3 separate regions of the Mus musculus genome follow, and all the other regions are linked to region 1. Evidence: chromatin contacts called from public HiChIP or PLAC-seq data. All regions are on one chromosome and are shown on one strand. The core of a region is the stretch at or near the end of the contact, and the rest is flanking DNA. Distances in the headings are between cores, read along the strand shown. Region 1 has its middle 11 kb from the start of Gm25792. Region 2 overlaps Prim2 (DNA primase, p58 subunit). Region 3 overlaps Prim2 (DNA primase, p58 subunit).

Region 1 (4,154 bases), core at 611-3,110:
GTTGATAAATTTTTTTTAATAGTATGCTGTCATAGGCTTTTAGAAGCAACCTGGCATGGTCTGCATTCTGCCTGGTAAATTTCACAGCTGGATCTATGAGGTCTTTAGTTGTCCTTTCCACATGGCAGTCTGTCAGTGTAGCCAACCTCTCTACCGTGCAGACTAATAACGCTCTTTCCTCTTTCAGACCCTCACCAACACTCTCCACAGGCCACTGAACTATTCATTGTCCAGGCCTGGAGCCAATGGCTTCCAGTTTTGATTTGTTTTCCCTGGGATAGAATCCCATATCTGGAGGTTGACTTCTCATACATGTCACATATTTAATGCATAATCACCACCATCGCTCCTGTCTTCTCCCACTGCTTGGCACATTCTCTGTAATGTATACACAAGAGTTTCAATCGCCTTTCCTTACTCTTGCTTCTGAGCCTTCTGCTAGTGGTACATGTACTAAATATGCTGAGAGAGGTAGACTTCACACGCTAAAAATTCCTAAGTCAAATAAACTCATTTAGACCTAAACTAATCCCCGAGATTCCTCTCTCTTCAATCTCCTTTAATGCTGCAACATGACATGAAAATAATTGAAAGTAAAACAAAGGGAAATTTAAGGAAAAGGTCAGAGGCAAATACTATTTTACTTCTTGGTCTAGTTTAGGTAGAATTTGCTAAATGAATGTATCACAATGCATATTCTTAGCATGGATTATGGGCTTTTGGAAGGGATAAGAAGACCCCCCCCCCTTTACCATTTGACAACTAATAGATGGGATAGGGGTGGGGATGAGATTAGCACATGAATGTGAGCTATGTTCCAAATAAATTAGGGTTGCAAATACTGTTTTATTTCAGTAAGTTTTGGTTAGCTTTCTGAAGCCATTACAACTAAAGTAGTGATTCTTAAGGGGGTGGTAATGTGGGGATTAGGGAGGAACAAGAGGGGGAGGAAAAGAAGGGACACATATATTAAAGGGGGAGGTGGAAAGAGAGCTTAGTGGTTAAGGGCACCAACTACTCTTCTGGAGGACCTGGGTTCAATTTCCAACACCCACATATTGGGTCACAACTGTCTCTAAGTACAGTTCCAGGAGATCCAACACCCTCTTTTGACTTTCGGGGCACTGCATGCACTTGGTCACAGATATATATGCAGGCAAAATACCCATACATATAAAAACAAACAAGCCTTTAACAAATCATCAGGAAAATGTTTTGACTGTCTACAGCATTAGAGATCGAACCCAGGGATTTGATTATAATAGGCAACCAGTTTACCTCTGAGTTACATCCCTAGCCACTGGCTGTCTGAGACCACGCCTTGTTACATAGCCTGGGCTAGCTTCATCATAATCACTATGTAGCCCAGGCTGGTTTTTGATTGACAGTTTTGGCTTCCACCTCTCCATTGCTTATATTACTGCCTTTTTTCTTTCGGAATACCTGTTCTTAAACTTCCCAGGGAAGCCATGGTTTTTGGTGTGGTCCTTGATGGCCTGGAAGTAATTTGACTTTTTGTTCTATTTGACCAAACAATTACAGTTGCTTTAAATTCTTCTGCAGTTTATGGCTGCCTGGTGGATTTTTAATCACAAGAACTTTATCACAGAGCTTTGAGCAAGTTGCTTCTACCTCCTCGGTACCATTTTTAAAGAATCTCTACAGAGCCTTGAGAGTAATTTCTGAGTCCTTAAATGGCTTTCCAATGGAAGAAACACCATACATTGTCTGTGTGCCTGAATGCAGCACAATTTGAAATAAAACTATAAATTTTACTATAAGCTACACTCCAAGTACGCTGTGGCCAGCTAGCTATTTTGCATTTAATGAGGGCTTACCCCAGTGTGAAAGACAGCTAAGGAGGCATCTAATTCAGCTGGAAATCGTTATCTTCTTCTCCTAATCAAAGCTAGGGAAGAAATGAGCTGCAGTTTTGTAGGTCACTGTTTGCAAAGATCCTGTGAGCTTCCGAGTCTCCCGATCTTGTGGAGCAAGAGTAATGAGGATGATTTTCTTCCTCTTCTCTCTCTCTCTCTCTCTCTCTCTCTCTCTCTCTCTCTCTCTCTCTCTCTCTCTCTCTCTTTCTCTTTCTTTTTTTTGAGGGGGAGCAGGGGTAGGGAAATGACCCCATGGGGAGCTGCACTTTTATAGCCTTTAGTAAGCATTCATTATTCCTCAACACTACATAGCTGAAAAGTGGTCATCTGGCTGTGACTGTTGAGAGGAGAAAAGAGCAGAGACTGCTATGTTTTGATGCCATTTGATGAGGTATTTCAACTCGCGTATCCAGTTCTTCAGTGAAGCATGCATGAGCACTTCCTCTGGGCTGGTGACAGTTATACATCACACAAGACTCACAGGAAGTTTGTCTTATATCCAGCTTAAGAGTGTCACAAGGGAAGCAGATGGGTGATCACAGGAACTGTTCATTATAAACTCAAAGATGGGATTTTATTAAAAAGCTTCCAAGAGCCTACAACGTGTCAAGGGAGAAAAGCCCAGCTTTGACCATGAGTCACATCCAGGCAGTACAAAAGGTATATTAGCAGGGAAGTACTCACAGAACCACGAGCTTTTTCTCACCCTTGCCTTCTTCAGTTCCCCAGCATCAGGAGGTGGTGGTGGGGACTTAGGGAGTGGCCAGGTGGTGAGAGAGCAATGTGACTTATCCCTGTTCCCCATAGCTGCTCACCCAAAGCAGAACACATGTGTGTGTGCACAGGAGAAACATTTCAATTTTAAATTACATGTATGCAATGTCTCTGTGTGAGTATTTGTGTGCCTCTGTGTGTGTGTGTGTGAGAACGCGTATGCGCATATGTATGCATGAGCATGCATTTAGCTTCTGCCTTCAGAGACCAGAAGGGGTATCCAGATCCCCTGGAATTGGAGTTATATGCAGTTGTAAGCTGCCCAACATGGGTGCTGGAAAACAAATTTAGGTCCTTTGCAAGAGCAGGAATTGCTCTTAATCATCCAGCCATTCTCCAGGCCCTAACATCTAAAAATTTTAGTGAAGATGTGTTAATTTTTATTATTGTTACTTGGGAAATTTTATATACGTTTATGAAAATAAAGAGAAAGGTCACAAGGACTTCCCAAGGTTTATTTTAGAGAGAAATAACCTATTAGAACAGTAGTGGAAAAACAATATTGCAGCCAAAGTGTCTTTTTTGTTCAACGCAATGATTTGGAACTAAAGGTGGATGTTGCAGGGCTTATTATAAAGGAAATATTTGTAACCCCAGCCAAAAATGTTTTTTTTTTTTTATTTTTAGTAGAAGGTCATTCCTTGACTTAATTACAAAAGGAATCACAGCTGCAAAATTGAAGCTAATCAAATGGGCTGCCAGTGTTTTTCTTTTTTCCATTTTTTTCTTTGCAAGATATTTTGGGGTGTGACTATTTTTTTTTCTTTTCTAGTTCCACCTTCAAATATAACATATCAGTTTAGATACTACAGCGTTCCCCTGTTTTTCAAAATGTCACTTCAGAAAGGGGGGGCAGGGAGGATCTGCAGATAAGGAGGGTAGAATATTTTCTTCTGTGGACCTCACATTAACTTCTAGAGGCTGTGTCTCATTAAATCTCAACTAAAATATGAGAAGAGTGCCTGGGAGGATGACTCAAAGGTTAAGAGCACTTGTTGCTCTTTAGAGGATCTGATTTCAGTTCCTAGCATATCAGGAGGCTCATAGCCACCTGTAACTCCAGCTCCAGGAGATATGACATCCTCTACTGGCCTCTCTGTGCACCTGGTCTCTCCTTGCAGCACCGTCCCCCCCCCCCCCAAACTATCAGAACAGGAGCAGTGATAAACTTCTCATGTCCATCTACTCAGAGTCCATGTCAGGGAAGCAGCCATACATAAACAGTGGAAACTGGTAACAGGTGCATCTTGAAGCCATTCTGAGAAGTCTTATACTGTGTGTGGTGGTTTGAATATGCTTGGCCCACAGGAAGTGGTACTGTTAGGAGATGTAGCTTTTGTTAGAGAGAGTGTGTCAATGTGGGGATGGGCTTTGAAGTTCTGACCAGTGCTGAAGAGTCAGTATGCTCCTGAATTCCTTTGGAGAAAGAAATAGAACTCTCAGCTCGGGTGCTGCATGCTCCCACCTTGATGATAATGGACTGAACCTCCAGCCCCAGTTAAA
Region 2 (4,253 bases), core at 128-2,627, 270 kb before region 1:
AATAATAAGAGGGACATGGGGAATTGTAAATGTGTTTCAGAGAGCCCCTTGCATGAGTTTGCCCAGTGGTCGCATCTCATATATCTGTAATTTCAAAGCCAGAAGGTTGACACTGCACAGTATGCATGTATGCAGTTTTGTGCTGTGTTCTCCTGTGGATCCATGTCACCAAACCATATTGAAAATGCAGTACTAAACTCAACTCTCTACAGTCATACCTATTCTGTCTCAATTCTATCCCTAAGCACTACCCAGAAGTAATCTATTTCCCATATAAGACTACCATGTAAAAAGTGTTACATGCGTGGACTTATACAAAATAGGCTCTTGTTTAGCATAAAATTCTCGAGGAATGTATATATTTTACATCACTGAATAATATTTGTTTGTTTCTTCATCTGTTGAATAACATTTATTTGTCTTCATCTTTTGATAATATGAATAAGTGTGCCACCAGCTTTTGTGCCATACTTTGTATGAATAAATATGCTGTTTAAAAATTCTCAAGAACAGAGCCCCAGTGCTGGGCTTTATGGTGGTTGCATATTTGCTTTTCTTAAAAAAAAATTAGATATTTTCTTTATTTACATTTCGAATGTTATCCCATTTCCTAGTTTCCCCTCCGAAAATCCCCTATCCTCCCCACCCCCTTCTGCTCTCCAACCCACCCACTCCCATTCCTGGTACTGGCATTCCATTATACTGGAGCATAGAGCCTTCACAGGACCAAGGGCCTCTCCTCCCGTTGAAGACCGACTAGGTCATCCTCTGCTACATATATAGCTAGAGCCACAAGTTCCACCATGTGTTTTCTTTGATTGGTGGTATAGTTCCAAGGAGCTCTGGGGGTACTGGTTAGTTCATATTGATGTTCCTCCTATGGGGCTTCAGACCCCTTCAGCTCCCTGGGTATTTCTCTAGCTCTGTCATTGGGGACCTTGTGCAGTCAAGCTTCCTCTGAAACCCTGAGATCCTGGTGTGACCAAGCTCCTGTTATCCTGGGATCCTGGAATCCTAAGATCCTGGGTATGTTACAGAGCCTGGAAGTGGTGTCTCCTCTGGCATCTGTGAGGCTGCCTGCTCTGTTCAAAACCAAGGTATACCAGCATCGACCAGAAGGGAACCCGAGCCACTGGTCAGGCAGGGCTCCTGTGTGTCCTTGCTCCTGCTGTCACAGGTCCCTCACAATTGTTTTGGAATGGATATTGCGTTCCACTCACCAGTGATTCTAAGATCCTGGGCGTGCTAGTGCACCTTCAGTGTGGTAGAGTCCTCTGGGAACCTTGGCATTGTCTGTCAAGTTCACGCCCAAGGTGGCCCAGAGCTGGCACCAAGCTCCTGGTCGGGTGAGTTTCCTGTGTCCTTGCCCCTGCTGGCACAGACCTGTCACGATTGGTTTGGAACAGATGTTGTGTTCCACTCACCAGTGATCTGAAGATCCTGGGTGTGCTAGGGTGCCTGCGGCGTGGAGAGTCAGTCCTCTGGGGACCATGGGACCTTCCACCGAGTTTGCACCCAAGGTGGCCCCGCATATTTGCTTTTTAAAGGTACTACCAAATAGTATCTGTACCATTCTGTATTTCTGCCAGTATTTTGTGCTTTCTGAGGCCTCCTTAATATTTGGCATTGTTATTTTTTAATTTTTTCTTTTCTGATAGGTCTCTAGTATTCTTGTTGTGTTCCACTTTGCTTGTCCTTAACAGCTAATGATGTCAAACTCCATTTTCCATTAGTGTCTTTTAGTTTGGTATTAGATGCTTAGGGTTTCCACCCAAGAGACACAATGGACTGGCAAATCATAGACTCATCCTGAGTCACTAATCAAGTTCTAACAATTACCCTAGAAAGTTAACAACAAGGAATGCCTATTAAGGCCGTTTAGTGCTAAATTTTAATTAGAGCATGCACTTAATTTAGGTTTGAGTTACTATCTTAAAGTGTACCTTATATTCATGTAGATATCTGTGTAAATACATAAAGGGATATATAACTGGATATACAAAGTAAATGTGTGTATTCATGTATGTATATATTTCTTTGAGAACTATGTACTTTTTAATCTCAACAAAAATGTAAGACATATATTTATCATGTTTGGAGCTATGTTTGTTTGGAACCGTGAGGGTTAGCTTTAACTGGAATCAGTGAGGAATTGTCTGTATTGGGCTGGCTTGTGGGCAAGTCTGTGGAAGGCTGTCTATCTAGACTAATTGATGTGGGGACACCTAGCCCATTGTGGAGAGCATAGCTTCCCAGGCATTGAGTCTTGAACTGGTTAAGATTGGAGAAATTGAGCTAAGCACAAGCAAGCATGCAAGTGAGCATGCATGTGTTCACATCTCCCTGCTCTTGGCTCTGGTGTGACTAGCTGTCACCTTGACTTTAGCACACTGACTGTAGTGTGGAACTGTAAGCCAGACTAAAACCTTACTTTCCTGCTTTGCTTTTTGTCAAGCTCTTTTATCATAGAAATAGAGATGAAACTAGGACAGAAATAAACTTATTTTTATGGTAATGTAAGCAGCATATTTAGACAGAGTGAGACATAAGCATATTTAACGTGCAAAAATAGTATTTTATTAAAAACCATAAGCAATAAATAACTTTATTTTTTCCATCTTGTGCTGGGGATTGAATCCCATATCTCATACTTCCAGTCAAATGCTTTACCATTAAACTAAACCCTCAGCCAATAATTTGATTATTTTCAAAAGCAGACTGGATTAAATGAGAATTGAAATAAGTAGAGACCCCAGTAAATGTGTGGATAAGATACTGTTTCCCCACGACGCCTTATCACATGATTCAAGTAGAGGTGATAATGCTGCAGTGAGCATTGTATTCTAGCAGGGTCAGTACCATCAGTGGCTCCAACCCAACCTGATGTGCTCTTATGTGCTAAGGAGCACACGGGTGACAGGCACTGCGTGTGCCTTTCCTGGCTCCGGTTTAGTTTTGACATGTTAACGGGATGAGGACATTGAGACTCAGAGGAATAAAGTCATTATTTCAGGGCCACACAGGTAATAATGGTTAGGATTTAAAAAACGTAGAGAGAATGGCTTTGAAACTCAGGACACATAGCTGGTCTGTGCTCCTTTCTTCTTGCTTCTCAGGTCCCTATGAGATTAGCTATGGATAAACTTCAAGAGAGGACAGTGTAGATCCAGAGGAATTCCTGCAGTGGCCATGAGAAGTCGGCCTGGGTAGTGGTTTGAATAGGAATGGACTCCATAGGCTCATCTTATATATATGAAGTCTTGGTCATCAGGGAGTGGCACTGCTTGAGAAGGATTAGGAGGTGTGGCTTTGTTGGAGTAGCTGTGGGCTTGTTAGAGGAAGTATGTCGCTGGAGGTGGGCTTTGGGTTTTCAAAAGCCCTAGCCAGTCCTAGACTGTGTCTCTCTTTTTTCTACCACTTGTGAACTTACATGTAAAACTATGAGCTACTTCTCCAGCACATGCCTTCCTGTGTTCTGCCATTTTCCCTGCCACAAGAAGAATGGGCTAAACCTCTGAACCTGTTAAGTGTTTTTTTTTATAAGAGTTGCTGTGGTCTGGTGTCTGTTCACAGCAGTAGAACATTGACTATGACAGCCTGCTCTGAATAGATGAGCTTGTGTGGGTGTCTGAGCCTGTGGTATAGTATGATCTTGGTGGAGGCAGATTTTTCTAAGCTGTCTTTATTGTAAGCTCTGGTTTTGACCTTTCTCCAGTACCTCTGAGACAACAACTTCTTGCCCTAGTGAAGAAATGGATGTCTGTAGGGTCATGTCAGCCTGCTGGGTAAAGAACCGATGTAAATGGGTATCAGCCACCAGCTATGGAGGGCAGGTGTTTGCAGATGGCACCCTGTAGACTGCCTTATTCCAGTGCTGTTTCTGTGGCTTTACAGGCTCGCTCTGCCATAGGGACAGCATGTGTCAGACAGCAAACTTACTGATGAAGAGTGCCTGGGCCTCATCCTGTGTGTGTATCTTTCTCATTGATTCAAGGCGATGGTGCTAGGATTTGCATTTGGGCCACTTTCATACACATTTCTAGACCCAGTAGGTCATACCTTTAGAGACCATGAACACAAAAAATATAGAAATGTGAAGTATAACCACTGCTATACTGCTATACCATTATATTGCAAACAAATAACCGTCAATACAGTAGTACTTCCTTATCCTGGCTTTTAGTTATATGTAGTCAACCACAGTCCAAAATTACTATTGTATGTCATGTACTAACCTTAACATAGGTATATGT
Region 3 (4,397 bases), core at 1,519-4,018, 310 kb before region 1:
GATTGGCTTGTGCCAAAGCCTATGGTACGTTTACTTGAGTGATGTGAGGGGGACCAGCTCACTGAGGGCAGTGCCACCCTTGGACTAGTAGTCCTGGATACTGTAAGAAAGTAGGCTGAGCAAGCTACAGGGAGCAAGCAAGCCTGTAAGGTAAGCAGCACTCCTCCATGGCTTCTGTTTAAGTTCCTGCTTCCAGGTTTCTGAGCTGACTTCCTTGGATCATGAACCACACATCTGATTATAAGATGAAGGAAGCCCTTTTCTCCCCAGGTGGCTTCTGGTCATAGTTTCATCATAGAATAGAGACACGACCTATCGTAGACGTTGGTACCAGGCAGAGGGGGAATTGCTATATAGCTCTGAGAAGACTTTAGAACTTTGGTTGGAGAAGCCATTGAGTTTTCAGAGCTTAATCTGTGGGAACTTGGAAGTTGAGAATGTTGAGAGTAATGTTACAATGGAGGCCTGGCCTGTGAAGCCTCACAGGGAAGCTGAGAGTCTGTTGTAAATATCTATTAGATCCTTTGATTTATGACATCATTTAACTGTTTATTTTCTGTCTAGATGACCTTTGTATGGCAAGAGCATTGCCATATATTGAAGTAAAAAAACGGATATTGAAGCGCCCACTCTCACTTTGTGAGCCTGGGTGATTTTGTGATTGTTGCAGATGTACAGACTTCCAATCTTCTCTTGGTGGGTTTTTCCTTGAGCATGGAGTGTCCTTCCCTATCTTTTCTGATCAGTTTTGGTAATTTGGTTTGAAGCCTATTTTGTCAGATAGTAACATGGCTGCACCTGCTTGCTTCTTGAGTCCGTTTGTTTGGAATACCCTTTTTTATCCTGTATCCTGAGGAAATGCCTGTTCTTCATGTCGAGCTGTGTTTCTTGGATGCAGCAGAATGATGGATCATACCTTTTTAATCCAGGCTGTTGGTCTGTGTTTTTTAAATTGGGAAATTGAGACAACTAATATTGAGAGTTATCAATGAACAGTGTTTACTGGTTATCATTACTGTGTTGTATGGTGTGGGTTTTTCATTCCCTTCTTTTGATTTACTATTCTGGGGTTATTTATTCCTTGTGTCCTCTTGGTGTGCAATTAATCTCTTCACTAAAGTTTTCCTTCTAGAACTTTCTGCAGAGGTGGACTAGTAGATAAAAATAGCTTAAATTTGGTTTTATCATGGAAGTTGTTCCCCCTCCTCTCTGGATTTTGATTGATAGTTTTGCTGGGTATTGGTTGGATCTGTCATTTGTGGTCTCTCAGAGTATTTGGTATGCCCAGTCCCTTCTGGCCTTCCAGATCTTGAGAAGTCAGGCGCTATTCTAATGGCCTTCCTTCCTTTCTATGTGACTTCATCTTCTTCCCTTGGAGCTTAGAGATGCTTTGTTTATACTTTTCATTTAGTTTTTTGATTATTATGTGTCTTGAGGAATTTTTTTTTTTTTTTTTTTTTTTGGGCCTGGTCTATTTGGAGTTCTATATGCTGTTTTTACCTTGACAGACAGCTCCTTCTTTAGGTCGGGGAATTTTTTTCTTCTGATTTTCTTAAAAATATTTTCTGTGGGCATTTGAGAAATGGCTCAGCATTTAAAAGCACTGTCTGTTGAGGTCCTGAGTTCAATCCCTAGCAACCACTTGGTGGCTCACAGCCATCTGTAATGAGATCTGGTGCCCTCTTCTGGCATGCAGGAACACATGCAGATAGAGCACTCATACATAAATAAATCTTAAATTATTTATTAATATATACACACATACATATGTATATATATATTTTCTTTTTTTTTTCCCTTCTGTTCCTTTGACCTGGATCTCTCCTTCTGTCCCTATTATTCATGGACTTGGTATTCTCATGGTCTCATGGATTTCCTACATGTTTTGTGCCTGGATTTTTTTATTTTTTAAAAGATTTAACATTTTATGACTGAGGCATCCATTTTTTTGTACACCATCTTCAGTTTCTGAGATTCTCTTTTTCATGTTTTATAATCTGTTTGTGAAGCTTGCCTCTGAGGTTTTTGTTTGACATCCTAAATTTTTGATTTTCAATCTTATTTCCATTTGGGCTTTCCTTAGTGATACTATTTCTTTATAAGTTCTAATTTTTATGTCTTGAAATGTCTTCATTATTTTATTAAACTCTTAGTGTTTTCATGAGCTTCCTTGAGCATATTCATAATTGCTATTTTGAAGTCTTTGTCTTGTGCTTCTGCTACATTCCATTCTCAGGGCCTACTCCAGCACAGTTGATGGCTTTCGGAAGAGGCACACCGTTCTGGCAGTTCATGTTTGTGGTTTTGTGCTGGGAACCAGGCATCTGGAGTTAGGATGTATAAGGTGTTTTTGGTGTAGATGTCTGGCCTTGTCTCTGTTGGGTGGATGTTTCATTCTTTGGTTGCTGTTGCTCACCTTGGATCCTAGGCAAGTTGGTGGCTGTGGTGTCCCAGTTGAAGGGTGCTTCTGTGGGAGTGGATATGGCCTAGAAGAGAAGACTGTGTCCCAGCCCCTGGGGAGCCCTGGCTACAATGTTCCTATTGATTGTTGGCTGACACAAGGAATGGCGATGGTTTGAGGCTAGCCCAGTGTAGGGCTTCTGGGTAGAAAGTATTTCTAGGGGATCAGGGGCTGACAGAAAGGAATGGAGGAAGAAAGAAGGCTAAGAAGGTTGGTGGGGAAGAGCTAGGCTGAGCCCCCTGGGAACGGAGGTTCTTTGAGAGGAAGGGCTCCTGCAAGTAGGCTGTTAAAGGTCTTAGAGTGAGTCTACTTTGCATGTTTAAAAATAGTATGTCCTAGCTGGTACTTTTTTACACTCACTCATAGGCACCTGTGGGCTTATAGATGACACTTTAAAGGAGAATCTTAAAAAGCAAACATACATATAGAACAAGTTCAAACATTCATATTCCACCCCTTGCCCTGTGTGTGTGTCTTTCTGTCTGTCTCTTTCTCTCTCTTTCCCTGTGTTTGTGTCTGTTTCCATCTCTATTTGTCTCTTTCTCCCCCAACTCCCCATCCCCTTCAGTCTCATTTAAGTGAGGAAACCCAGAGCTTACTTAGCCCGAGGTAAGCAAGTGCCCTCCCTGAGCTAGTCCCTAGCCTTTTGTTTACACTTTGCAAGCATCCATGCAGAAGCCTGCAAGTTCAAGTCACTGTTCTTAGGGCCTCCCAATCTGCCTGTGGTGAGAGCACACTCAGAGAAGCATCTCCTTCTCTCTGGGGCTGCATGAGGAAACCATTTCCCACCTGGTGTAAGAACTGCTTCTAAACACTAAGTAGTAACACATGGCTGCTTCAGTGTTCAGTGTTCAGACTGCAGCATGACCTTAAAGAAAGTTTAATTCACTTGTGGGATGATCTAGGCCATCCTTAGAGATGCACTCGATGATCTGTCTTAGAAGTGATGCTTGCGTGGTGGACCAGTTGCTGTGATGGAGACTTCCTGTCTTATCCCTCCTCTTTCTTCCGAGCCAGCATTCTTTCTGCTAAGACTTTCTAACCCATCTTTTTTCTCTTCCTCTGTCCTAGGACCCAGGGCCTTGAGCGTGCTCAGCAACTTTGTAACCACTGAGTTATACCCCACCCCTTCTTTTTTATATTTTATTCAATTTGTTTCAGACTCTATAGGAGGTTACTTTGTTCTTGTTCTATAATACAAAAATCAGTTTAAATTTTATTTAATGCTTGGCTGAGTTCACTGTATGTTATCCCAGGAGAGGCTTGGTGTTGGCTCCCGCCTTTTCTACTTAATATTGTGTGTGGATTAGTCACACTTCTCAAGGCCATGGCTTTCTGAGCTGGAAGAATAAGCCTGGATTCATAGTATTGTGGGCTTGATCCATGCCCATAGAAGTTAGTGAAGTTTACCATGGCATATATTGTTACCAGTGCAGCTTTCTTATATAATGTTACTGAAGGTACTCAAACCAAGGGCAACTCTTCTGTATTTTGAAAGCTCTTTACTTGGATGAAGTCTCAAGAAAACTCATGAGACTTTCTTCCCCAGTCTAGTTCTTTCTGTGGCAGTGACCAACGGTGCAGGTAATGAGCTATGCAGTCAAGGAGGCTGCTTTCCTGAGCCCATCTAGTGCAGTCAGTTATAATTGTTGAGTAAAAGTAATCAAAGCAGGTGTTTCTTTTAAGTTTTCCCTTCCATTGTACCTTTCTAACTGTTCTCTTTGACCAGCCTTGCTTTCTGAAAACATGGTGTGGTTTTCATTGGAACAGATTTCAGGGTCCTCCATTCTGTGTAAAAAGTCACCTGTGGGCCTTAGGGGAGGTTAAGCACACTGGCATATGAGAATCATCATATTTGACATTTCCCATATTTTGCTGGTTACTCTTACTGTGGCCAGGTAGCGGAGGGCACAGAAACTCTTGATGGCAAATAGAT

Evidence for each region. HiChIP or PLAC-seq counts read pairs in DNA pulled down with a chosen protein or histone mark.
Region 2: a RAD21 HiChIP or PLAC-seq map of pro-B cells shows a contact between it and region 1, with 4 times the contacts expected there. The contact joins two enhancer-like sites. A contact is called at or near these places in 2 of 39 promoter capture datasets (the C10 cell line and pre-B cells), 2 of 15 datasets of contacts at CTCF or cohesin (large pre-B cells and pro-B cells), 2 of 484 Hi-C or Micro-C datasets (both in embryonic stem cells), 2 of 115 datasets of contacts at active chromatin or transcription factors (embryonic stem cells and large pre-B cells) and 1 of 9 other capture datasets (embryonic stem cells).
Region 3: a contact with region 1 is called in a RAD21 HiChIP or PLAC-seq map of pro-B cells, with 5 times the contacts expected there. The contact joins two enhancer-like sites. A contact is called at or near these places in 2 of 39 promoter capture datasets (the C10 cell line and pre-B cells), 2 of 15 datasets of contacts at CTCF or cohesin (large pre-B cells and pro-B cells), 1 of 484 Hi-C or Micro-C datasets (pro-B cells) and 3 of 115 datasets of contacts at active chromatin or transcription factors (the 230-238 cell line, large pre-B cells and pro-B cells).

The regions. Positions count from the first base shown.
Region 1 is chr1:33,280,242-33,284,395 of GRCm38.p6, reverse strand. No RefSeq gene overlaps it. Among named protein-coding and RNA genes, the nearest start is that of Gm25792, 11 kb to the left of the region's middle. Within about 2 kb of position 1,860, at least 14 of the 459 cell types and tissues checked have an H3K27ac peak or open chromatin away from gene starts, as enhancers often do. A contact at or near this core is called in the 230-238 cell line, pre-B cells and pro-B cells, where this site is marked.
Region 2 is chr1:33,548,700-33,552,952 of GRCm38.p6, reverse strand. The region is part of intron 7 of Prim2 (DNA primase, p58 subunit); the gene reads left to right. Among named protein-coding and RNA genes, the nearest start is that of Prim2, 120 kb to the left of the region's middle. Within about 2 kb of position 1,377, at least 10 of the 459 cell types and tissues checked have an H3K27ac peak or open chromatin away from gene starts, as enhancers often do. A contact at or near this core is called in pro-B cells, where this site is marked.
Region 3 is chr1:33,594,507-33,598,903 of GRCm38.p6, reverse strand. The region is part of intron 7 of Prim2 (DNA primase, p58 subunit); the gene reads left to right. Among named protein-coding and RNA genes, the nearest start is that of Prim2, 73 kb to the left of the region's middle. Within about 2 kb of position 2,768, at least 30 of the 459 cell types and tissues checked have an H3K27ac peak or open chromatin away from gene starts, as enhancers often do. A contact at or near this core is called in the 230-238 cell line, pre-B cells and pro-B cells, where this site is marked.